Regions from separate parts of the Mus musculus genome. Here region 1 is linked to region 2. A link is a contact called in public promoter capture Hi-C data. All regions are on one chromosome and are shown on one strand. Each heading gives the region's core, a stretch centred on a gene start, on an enhancer-like site or on the middle of the called end of the contact. The rest is flanking DNA. Distances are from core to core; before and after follow the strand shown.

Region 1 (5,372 bases), core at 2,238-4,737, 180 kb after region 2:
AAAAAAAGAAAGAAAAAAAAAAAGAGCTCATTTCATTATAGAGCAGATAAGGTAGGTAGGCCACAAATTTGAGAGTAGTTTTATAATATATAAGTTAATAAAGGGTTAGCAGCCAGGAGAATCACTTCAAGTCTCTAAGCAAAAGACAAATAACCAAATGGGAAAATAACTAAAAGATAAAAGAGCACATTTTACTGAGAAAAATAAATGATAATTGAATGCATAAATGTATGCTCAACTGGTTATCACAGATAGGGAAGGGCAAATGACAGGTTTACAGCATTTGGGGATATGAATGACCCCATCATGGTTGATTTCAAACTTCCAACATCCATCAGTGAACATGGCATTGAGAAGAGACAAGTTCTCATGAGCCAGCACAACACTATGTCAGTCATTGGTAACTAGGGAAATACAAATTAAACTATACTGGCTTAGCAATTATTATAGCAACAAGACGGATAAAAACTCAAAGTAAAAGAAAGCCAAGGATCAGCAAGTGGTAGATGGCAATTCTCATCCATTCTTCACAGGAGTACAAATTAGTTAAAAATACATTCAGTCATAATTTGGCATTTACTTATAAAGTTGAACATACAATTATCATTCAACCTGGCAGTACTACTTCTCGGAGGTAGCAGTTACACATGTGGAGAAAGTTATATGTATCAGGATGTTTTCAGGAGCACGATTCACAGTAGAATAATGAAGAAATAACGAGACTGCCCATCTAGTACAAAACGGATAGTGGCCTGGTGTTAACTCACGCAATGAAGAATAAAGACAGAAAAGATCAGCTAGCTACACATTAACCCAGTAAGCAGGCAAAACCAAACGAACAGGGAGTAGATAGATAAATAGTAAAAACTATCAAGAAAATGGGAAACACTAACTCCAAGAAAGTAGTAATCTCTGGGGGCAAGGCCGTGGCTGCAATGTGGGGATGGACACTGGGCTCTTCACAGACATTAGCAATGCTTTATTATTTTTTTGAAACCCTTTTTATTTATGTGTATGTAAGCATGCCTTTGTGTGGTGTACATGTGGGTGTGGTTGTCCATGGAGGTCAGAAAAAGCCCTCTGCTGGAGTTATAGGATGTGAGCTACTTCACCTGGGTGGAAGGCAGAGCTTGGGTCCTCTGCAAGAGCAACAAGCCCTCCTAACTACGGAGTTCTCTCTCCAGCCCCACTAATGTGGTATTTCTTGTGTTTCAGATGCATTTTTCTCAAAAGCCAAAATGCAAACTAGAAAATATGTTGATTATTTAAGGGAAAATTATAGTGATAAATAAAAGCATTCTTACAAAATCTATGTCTGACCAATAAGTATTTAGGTGCTCTAGAGATAGGTTAGTTGGTAAGGAGCTTGGTGTGACCTTGCTGACCCCATCCCAACACTCATGTGAAAAGCCAGCTGGAGTGCACACTTTTGGCAAAGCATTCCTGGGGAGGTGAAGAGAGAGGGATCTCTGTGGCTGCAGGTCCCAGGGAGTCCCTGTAAACACTCCCATCATCTTAGCCTCAGAAGATGGATAGCTCTCTAGGAATGACACCTGAGGTTGACTTCTGGCTTCCACATGCAAAGCGCACACATGTGCACATGCACTTACATGCTAGTCAACATGAAACCTTCCACACATTAAATAAATATAGTTAAATATTTGAAACTTTGTTTTGTAGTATCTAGGTCAATAGATCCTTAAGCAATCTCACACATCATTTAAAAAGTTACTTCTTTTCTAAAATTGGAAAATATTGAACATTGATATGCTTATGTTTAATATATCTTCTTTCAAAAAAATGAAGAAGAATGATTTTAGAGAGGTAGTGTGGGTTCTTATTAAAAGGACCGACTGAGATTCTCATAAGGCTACAAAGAGGGAGAATCCGAGTTAATTATATTAGCAGACAACTTAGAACCAGATGTGTCTCACTGGATAAGAGTGCAAGAACGCAAGAACCTAAACTTTACACACAGGAGGCCACGTGGGGGCTGCAGAGGTGGCTCAGTGGGTATGGGTGCTTGTTGCAGAAGCCTGGGGAATCTCAGTTTGTCCCCAGGAACCCGTGTAAAGGCTGGTGAAGAGAAATAACGAGGAAACATTATCCTCTGACCTCTACATACGCAGTGGGTTACATGCCCTCCCATCTCCAAAGACCCCATCACACACAGAGACATTTTAAAATATTTAAAAACTAAAAAAACCAACCACTTGATAATCCTGTGCAAATCTCTTAAAAGTATATTACTTAAAAGCACAGGATTAGGGAGTAGTTCAACAGTAGGGCCAGCCTAACAGTACTAGCCTAATATGAATAAGGTCCTTCTTTAACACCTAATACCATAAAAAAAAAACCAAAAAATTAGACTATTAAACACTAGCAACTTTTCCTCCAAAAGTAACTAATTATTGTATTAAAAATGTTTTTAATATTTTGGTAATTTCTGAAACATTTTCATAATGAGGTTAATGTTACATGGCATAACCACGCCTGTTTTACAATATGTACAGCTCAACAGGCATTTGTAACTAGCATTCCCAACCAAGCGCTGCTGCTTTCGCAAGTGCTATGTGCTCCCGGCAGGCACGCTCTTATCAGTGGTGGGTAAGGTGCTGGCCTTCTGCAGAGCTGGTTTAAATGAGCAGATTATGTAGGGAATGGTGGGGACTCTTCAAAGCTAAGCGGAAAAATTTTTTTTTCATATTTTCTGCTGTGCTGTTTTAAGACTAGCTCCATTTTCATTTGGTATGTTAAAGTGCATAAGCCTTCTATGCTGAAATATTCATAGCTCAAATTTGTTTTGTGTTCTCTCTCTCTCTCTCTCTCTCTCTCTCTCTCTTTTTTTTTTTTTTTTTTTTTTTTTTTTTTTTGGTTTTTTCAAGACAGGGTTTCTCTGTATAGCCCTGGCTGTCCTGGAACTCACTTTGTAGACCAGGCTGGCCTCGAACTCAGAAATCCTTCCTGCCTCTGCCTCCCAAGTGCTGGGATTAAAGACATAAATACCCATGACTTATTTTTTTTAATTGGATATTTTATTTATTTACATTCCAAATGTTATCCCCTTTCCCAGTTTCCCCTCTGCAAACCCCCTATCCTATCCCCCTTTACCTTGCTTCTGTGAGGGTGTTCCCACCTACCTACTCCTGCCTTACCGAGCTAGCATTCCTCTACACTGGGGCTTCAAGCCTTCATAGGACCAAGGGTCTCCCCTTCAACTGATGCCAGATAAAACCCCTTCAGCTCCTTCAGTTCCTCCCCAACTCAATTATTTATAATTGAGGAATTTCTATAAAGCTATAAATTATCAATTTATTCTAGTTTATACTCTCAGTGATATAATACACAATACACACACACACACACACACACACACACACACACACGCCCGCTATGGTTTTTGAAGGCTAGTCATGATTAAAGATGGTAGGTACACTGTGGGCAATAGACACATAGAGATGCTCAGCTTGCTTCCATAAGGTTCTCAGTATCCTGTATTGCAACTGAGAGGCCTTCTAGAGGAGCCTGGTTTAGTATTCCTGACATTGAAAGAGATAAAACATGACAAATTCAAACTTGGATTTCTCATTAGTCATCATAGGTCTTGTGCAAAAATTCATTAGCTTGTATAATGCCTCAAGTTCTCTAATCGAAGAGCAAAACTCATCCCTTGAATCTCCTCCTTCCATCGCCACAAAACAAATTAGCAAGCTCAAAACCAGAAAGAGAAAATCCGTGCCATCAATTAAACGTTAAATAGTTCCAGGCCTGAATGGCTGAATGGAACAATGTTGACCAACGACCCAATTAATTCGGGGCCTGTGCTTTTCCATCTCAGAGCTCTTTGGATAAAGGGAGGCTCACGACTTCCATGCCACCCTCTTCACAACACAACATCCTATCGTTGAATAATAGAAGACAAACACTGACCTAGTTAGGACGTGCAGATGAAAAGAGAATGAAAACAGGATACACGGCAGAGGCTAGGAAACCATGGTAACCAGAGAGGGCTGTTTGCTTACTTTATTTTGGTCAGAATAATCAGCGAGCTGAGCCTTTAGTTCTGAGACCTCAGCCTCTAGCAGACGGATCACCTCTTCATAATCCATTTCCATCCCGTGTGCCTGCCGCTGTGCAGCTTCTGCGAGATGAATCCGGCTTCGCAGAGCTCGGGTTTCCTCAGCTACAGCTTTGGCTTCCTAAGGAGTTGAAAGTGAATGCAAAATGAAAAAAAAAAAAAATGAAAACAGACTTCTCCAGTTGACAGAAATAGTTTTCTCATTTTGGTAGTTATGATTACAATGTTTAACATGTCTATGTCCTCTACCAACCACCTAAAAACTAATGAGCATATTATTTCATTATGGGAACCCTTTTGTTTGTTTCCTGAAAAAATTTTTTTTTTGCGTAGAGATTTTTTTTTCTGTATAGAGATTCTGTATAAATGTTTAGTGCTACACAGCTAGCGTCATTTCTGTAAAAATGAAGAGAGTTTAAAGAAAACTGACAATCAAAACTAGACAGATAGGAACTGATTCTAAAGAAAAAAGGAGCTACAGAAAAAACTCATAGGTAGCGGGGTTGATGGTCTCAGAAGGCCAAGTAACGCCATCAGATGCTGCAGAGAGCTGCTACAGGGCTTCTTGGTGGACCAAGGCCAGAGGCAAAGCTTTCCTCCTAGATATCAGACTGTGGCTTCCTGCTTTGGTAGTAGCATCATATATAATTGTTTGTCTGTTGAATACAATGTTCAAGAGACAATTACTAAATACACACTATATGCTTCATCTGTCTTTGCTCATTTAAGGTTCGGAATGACATCCAGAGAAAGACATTAAAAAAACATTTCTATATAAGCAATCAGAGACCCAGTGAGTAGACAAGCTGACCAAGGGCAGGTAGTGGCCCACATCTGGCCCCAGGTCTGTTTGACTCCCATACTAAGTATCTCCTTTCATTGCTATACTGTCTTTGGATGACAGAACCAAACAAAGAAATTGTTCCAAACACTAGCTATACCTTCCACCTTGTAAGGTTAGGGTGGCAAAAGCCATTTGCTTTCTCAAAATGTGCCTTGGTGCTGGGTCACAGTCTCTTGGGACACCGTATAATTTAACATGGCAGCTGTTACGGGACGAAGCATCTTTAGAGGGTGCAGGATCTCTGCAGTGGAACTTTCTGCTCCAATTGCCATGGCTAATATTAAACTCCGGCTATTTTACTGTTCTTGAAGCTGCTATGCAGCATTTGCTTTTGTTGGAGCATGACGTACTGAGAGAAGTAAGGGTGTGGGCATACTCTCCAGAGTCTGCTTTCATCCCCCAGCCAGTAACTTTATTATCTGTCAATTCCTGGAATATGCATGAACAGCA
Region 2 (5,465 bases), core at 164-2,663:
GTGAAGTAACGCTCTCTTCCCTCCCTGCTGAGTTAGCGCACCCAGCAGCCAGTGTGAGAACCTGGCATTATTTTTAAAGCAAATTACCAACAGGTTTCCAGGCGGTGGATGGGTCCCTGTCACCTGCATTCTACAAAGTAAGGAAAGGTTTCAGCAGGAGCTGACCGGTAGGAAGCTGCAGCCTGGCTCTGAGGGTCTAGGCATCCTCTCCAAGGGGGTGGGGTGGGGTCCCAGTGTCTATTTGGTCCAGGAGGCAGCAGCCGGAGAAGGGTCTCTATGCCCCCATCAGTTGCCGCTTGGCCACACAGTATTGACGGAAAGCCCAGCCTTCCCAAATGTCAAATACTAGAATGAGAGCAAAGCTTGATTATGGGACAGAGGGATGTTGATAAGTACAAAGTTTCTTTTCACGAGAGGGGTCTAGCTCATTAGGAAAAGAGAAGTCCTGACTACGCCAGCAAATGTTTCTTTAACTATTCTGATCTTTCTCAAGGAGGTTCGAAATTCCCAAAGCAACCTCATTGTTCAACCTCATGGTAGGCTTCAAGTGACTTTACAAGAAGAGAACAAGAGGAGGCAACAGGGGGAGATTGAATTAGACTTCCTGTCTCCTGAGCCCTCATTTTGAAGTTAGGCATTTTGTTTTACAGAAGGCCGACTAGTGAACGTGGTTCTGGAGAAGATGGAGGTGGGGAAGGGAGCGGTCTGGAAGGAGCAGGCAGGGTGCTGCAGAGGGCTAAAGAACACCGGGGTTAGAGCGGTGGGGGGCGTTGAGGGAGGGGGCTATAAAAATAGACAAGGGAGAGAGAAGGGAATGGAAGAGGTCTGTTTGTTTATTTTTCTAGCATTTGCCATTCCAAAGGCTCGCTGGAGTAACTTCCTTCCCTGGCTGGCTGAGGCCCAACCTTAGGAAAGTCTCAGATCTTTTGGAAAGAAAGATTTGGACAACAATGTTGCTTTATCTGGGAGAGTAGCTCCTTTGCCCCTGAGATGCAGAAATTTGCTTTTGATGTTATTACCCTGGCCTTAAGTTTCTCTATCCCTGGCAGCCCAGGGCTGTGCTCCCTGCTTTTGCAGGGCAGCTCGGGACAAAAGGGGGCTTTCTGCGGCTGTTGCTGCCTTTTCCTGGATCCCACTGCTATCTGGGCACCCTGAAGATGCGAGGGCAGGGAAAGGAAAACATGTTCTGAAGGTCCTATCTCCTGACACTCATGAGAGAAAAACAACACTTCTCTAACTTACTCCCCAAATAGACACCACCGGGGATGTTCTGCCAAGGAGTGATTCGAAAGTGTGTTCCTAAGTGAAATGTAAGCTTGGCCCAGTGCCCAGCCCTCTGCTGTATTTTGCACAGAGAGCTGCAGGCTGGCGGACCAAAGAAACACATTGCTCTCCACGTGACTGCAAAACCAGGCAGCCCAAGCAGATTTCTTTGTGTTAATAGAATGTGATCTCTAGACTGTACATACACACTGACTGCCCTGGGAAAACACGAAGGACCAGAGAAACTCAGGGCCCTGGCTAGCAAGAGGCGGCGATGCTAACTAAGCCATGACATGAAGGTCTGGGAATGTTGAAATGAGAACCCAGAGGGAAAGACACGTCGGGGACTCCAGAGAGTGTTACTGAAGCAGTAAGGGGGTCACCTACAGAACCCCATGAAATATGGTGTTCATGTGCCCACCCCCCCACCGTGATCCCCACACCCAATTCCTCAATGGACACTTTCTCGAAGTTTATCCATAAGACTGGAGTTATCTGTTGCCCAAACTGAACTGGTCCCAAACATGGTGAAAGATTGACTGCAGGTTACAGAATTTATTCTGACCTTGTGTATGGTATGGCCAGTAAATATCTCTCTGCTCTTTCACCCAAGGGAGACTCAGGCAAAGGTGGTCAGCTTCTGCGAGGGAGAACAACAACGAGATCTACATCACGAACATTCTAAACAATCATCTTTGGAAGACTAGAATTTTCTGGAACCTACCTTTCTTTGCAGACAGCACCCCCCCCCCCCCAGTTATCACCATGGCTTTGACCTCTACAGACCTCAGACGGGATCGAGTGCTTGGTGTTGGGGGGGGGGGGCTGTCAGTCTACACGTTTGGAGGGAGTTAACAGACTGAGGAGGGAGGGGGGACAGCAGCCCCCTTTGCTGTACACTGGGTCTACTAATTTCAACAGATTAGATTTTTAATTGCAATGCCTTTCAAATTTCACAGCACCCTGCGGTCAACTTAAATCCCCCAATTTGCAAAGTGTGTTGGTTGAAACAAAAGGTGGAGCGAGCGAGCGAGCAAGCGATCGGCAGCGGGACCCCAGGGTACGTCTGAACCTCTCGGGCTGTGGCTAGAGAATTTGGAGCTTTCTATGACTGTCTGTGAAAATCCTCTGGCTAAAGAGAGTCAACACACTCAGACAAAGCTGTCCCTCCATCAGCCTCCCCTCTTCTGAGTAGCCCAGTCCCAGGGCTTCAGGTTCCCTGAGCAGGCAATCAGCCATAACCAACTAATTAATCAGCAAGATCGACTGAGTTGAAGAGCACCTCGAAGACCCAGGTGAGCCTTCACCTGGGTTAATCTGCAAACGGACTAATCAGCCTCGGGGTAATTGAAAGTTAATTGTATGCAAAGCTCAAGTGCAGCCACTGGAAAACACAGGAAGCAGAAGGAACAAAGGAAGTCAGGGGTTACTCCGTGGGTGGGTGAGGTCCTTCACGGATTCTTTTCGTGGTTCTTCATAGACAGTGTGTGGCCTCTGGCCCCTTCTCCCAACACTGCCCAGCACACTTCCGAATCCACCCCTTGTGACACAGCGACCAGGAGCCCACGGAGCACGTAGTAAAAGCACAATAGAACACAGGTGTAGACATCCTATTGGTACCCATTCACAGGCTTAAAGGAAGATGGCTCTGAGACATTTGGCTGGCTATGAAAAACACATTAAGAGCTGCAAAAAGCACTCCTCACCCCCTCCACTTTTTTTTTTTTTAAATCTGAACCGCTCAACATCACTGGAGAAAGCAGATCAACAGTACAAAAGCATAAATCGCATTCCAGAGCTGGAGAGAAACAGACCTCAGATGCTCTGCTCCTCGGCACGGATAACTGAGAGGCAGCCCCAATTTTAAACAGACTGGCAAAGTCTCCAGAGCCATCCCTGGACGCCTACCAAGGAACTTGTGTCCAGGGAATTTGGAGTCACGACCTCTGGCCACAGCCCGGCAAGGTCTGTGGTTTGTGGTTGCCTCTGCTGGGCCAGGGGGCACCTTGCCTGGTCGTCATTGGAGTTTCTGTGGAATTACATGTAGAATTCCCAGCTTTCTTGATCTTGCAGCTCCTGTCTTGTGACTGTGGAGCAGGATCAACAGACTTCCTTTCTTCCATTCTGTCTGCTCACTTAACTAGAATGAGCCTTCCCCCAAGAGAATAAAACAGAACCTGCCAGAGGGCTGGAAAAACATTTTTCCAGGACACCGGAAACAAGACTGGCCCCAATCCTTGATCTGCTGCCTGGTGGAGGGTACATATCCATCCCTAAAGGAGCTTCCAACATGCCTTGAAGGGACAGCACTTATGTGACACTGGTCCTACCACACCTAAGCATGGCAGACATTACTAATTAGTCCCAGAACTCTTTCCATGGATCAGGTCTGAGCCTCATCATCTTTCAGGATGACATTCTAGACTATGAGCTGAAACTTACATCATGAGCAGTCCCAGAAGCCGGCATTCAGACACACCAAGGAGCTAAAGCCCAGATGGAAAAACTTGCCGTCAAAAGAGGTAGCTGTGGCCTTGGAGGTGTTTCACACACACACACCCCTGCCTTGTATGCTGTCTGGCTGACAAACCACTGCTCACATAGCCAACCCTCGGAGCAGTAATTCCAGACAGATAAGTGGGGTTCGGAGTCGCTCTGGAATGTTGAAGGAACCAGTGGTTCTCATATGCAGAATCAAGAATCGTTGCTTTCAACCCGTTTTAATTGTCTGCCTACCTCAAATGGTGTCAAACGCCTGGCACTGACGCTTTCGTTTTAACCACCATAATCTCTTCTGAATGGCAAGTGGTCAGCTTCTCAGTCCACCTCCTCGGCACCATGACTCCAGGAGGCTTTAAAACAAGGATTTTTTTTTCTAGCCCCATGTTTGAAAAAAATAGTGTTAAAAGTTCCTAGGAGTCTTAACACACAGAGTCATAAAGCTACAACCAGTACCTTCATTTCACAGACAACAACAGTGGGGACCTTGAGTATAGCGGTCACCTGTCCAAAAACACACACCCTCATCCTGCCACAGTCCCTGCCAAGCCTAGATTGGCTGATTCCAAGTTCTTCGTTCTTCATGGCTAAGGCTACCTTTGAAGTGGTTTTGTCACATGTTTCCCCTGTTGCTGTTTCAGATCCCGTGGCAATAATAAAGCCAACCCAATTTGAACTTTGCATTGAGTTTTGTTGGGTCCACTTTTTAACTGACTATCTAACATCTGTGACACATCCACGAGGACAACAGACATTGTTCTCATTTTATAGACGTAGAAGCAAAACCCAGAGAGGTGCTGTGGTGGTTTGAATAGGTTTGGGCCTCACAGGCTCCTGTGTTTGAATGCTTGGCCCATGGGGACTGGCGCTATTAGGAGGTATGGCCTTGCTGGAGGAAGTGGGTCACTGTGGAGGTGGGTATTGAGGTTATATATGCTCAAGCTACACACATGCACACAGTCCCTTTCTGCTGCCTTTGGATCAAGATGGAGAATTCTCATCTCCTTCTCCTGCACCCTGTCTGCCTGGACACTGCCGCCATGCTTCTTGCCATGATGATAATGGACTAGGCCTCTGACGCTGTAAGCCAGCCCCAATTAAACGCTGTCCTTTATTAGAGTTGCCGTGGTCATGTTGTCTCTTCACAGCAATAAAACCCTAACTAAGACAAGTAGCTAGCATGAGAGGATACTTGTGAACTAGTCACACCGGAAAAGTACACATGCCATCTCTTCATTGTACCCAAGCAAGTACTGGGGAAGTTGTGAAGACTCAGCCTTAGCAGCCTGCAGCGGATACTCCAAAGCAAGGAACCACAAATGCATGGTCGAGAGTCTCATTTAAACAACAGACTCTGACTCTGACTTAAAATGACAGTTGCAAGTCCTAAGTAGACACAGCCCCAGCAACCCTCATGGCGATCTGTGAGCAGGCCACCATGTCTAGATGAGAAGCCCGGGGCTTAGAATGGGATCAACATTTCACGGCTTCCGGCAAGAGCTCTCATTTCAAACCCAGTCTAATTTGGTGGCATAAGGGTCCAGACGAGTGTGTGGACGCTCTCAGGACTGTGTTTCCCTGGATGGCTTTATCAAAGCTTGTTATTTCTGCTTTGATAGTGATTTCATCCTGATTGCCACGGTTTCTGGCCACTAAGATATGCCCAACTCATTTTTAAGCTGCCTGTAGTCAAGATGGAAGGG

The links. Capture Hi-C pulls out chosen DNA fragments and counts their contacts.
Region 1: a promoter capture Hi-C map of pancreatic islet shows a contact between it and region 2. The contact joins two enhancer-like sites. A contact is called at or near these places in 1 of 484 Hi-C or Micro-C datasets (nephron progenitors), 3 of 115 datasets of contacts at active chromatin or transcription factors (cardiomyocytes, embryonic basal ganglia and embryonic fibroblasts) and 1 of 9 other capture datasets (pancreatic islet).

The regions. Positions count from the first base shown.
Region 1 is chr11:90,544,789-90,550,160 of GRCm38.p6, forward strand. Stxbp4 (syntaxin binding protein 4) reads right to left here. Exons shown (of 18, transcript NM_011505.2): 13 at 4,023-4,199. Among named protein-coding and RNA genes, the nearest start is that of Gm34850, 75 kb to the left of the region's middle. Within about 2 kb of position 3,488, at least 56 of the 459 cell types and tissues checked have an H3K27ac peak or open chromatin away from gene starts, as enhancers often do. A contact at or near this core is called in embryonic basal ganglia and pancreatic islet, where this site is marked.
Region 2 is chr11:90,368,463-90,373,927 of GRCm38.p6, forward strand. The region is part of intron 2 of Hlf (hepatic leukemia factor); the gene reads right to left. Among named protein-coding and RNA genes, the nearest start is that of Hlf, 20 kb to the right of the region's middle. Within about 2 kb of position 1,414, at least 126 of the 459 cell types and tissues checked have an H3K27ac peak or open chromatin away from gene starts, as enhancers often do. A contact at or near this core is called in embryonic basal ganglia and pancreatic islet, where this site is marked.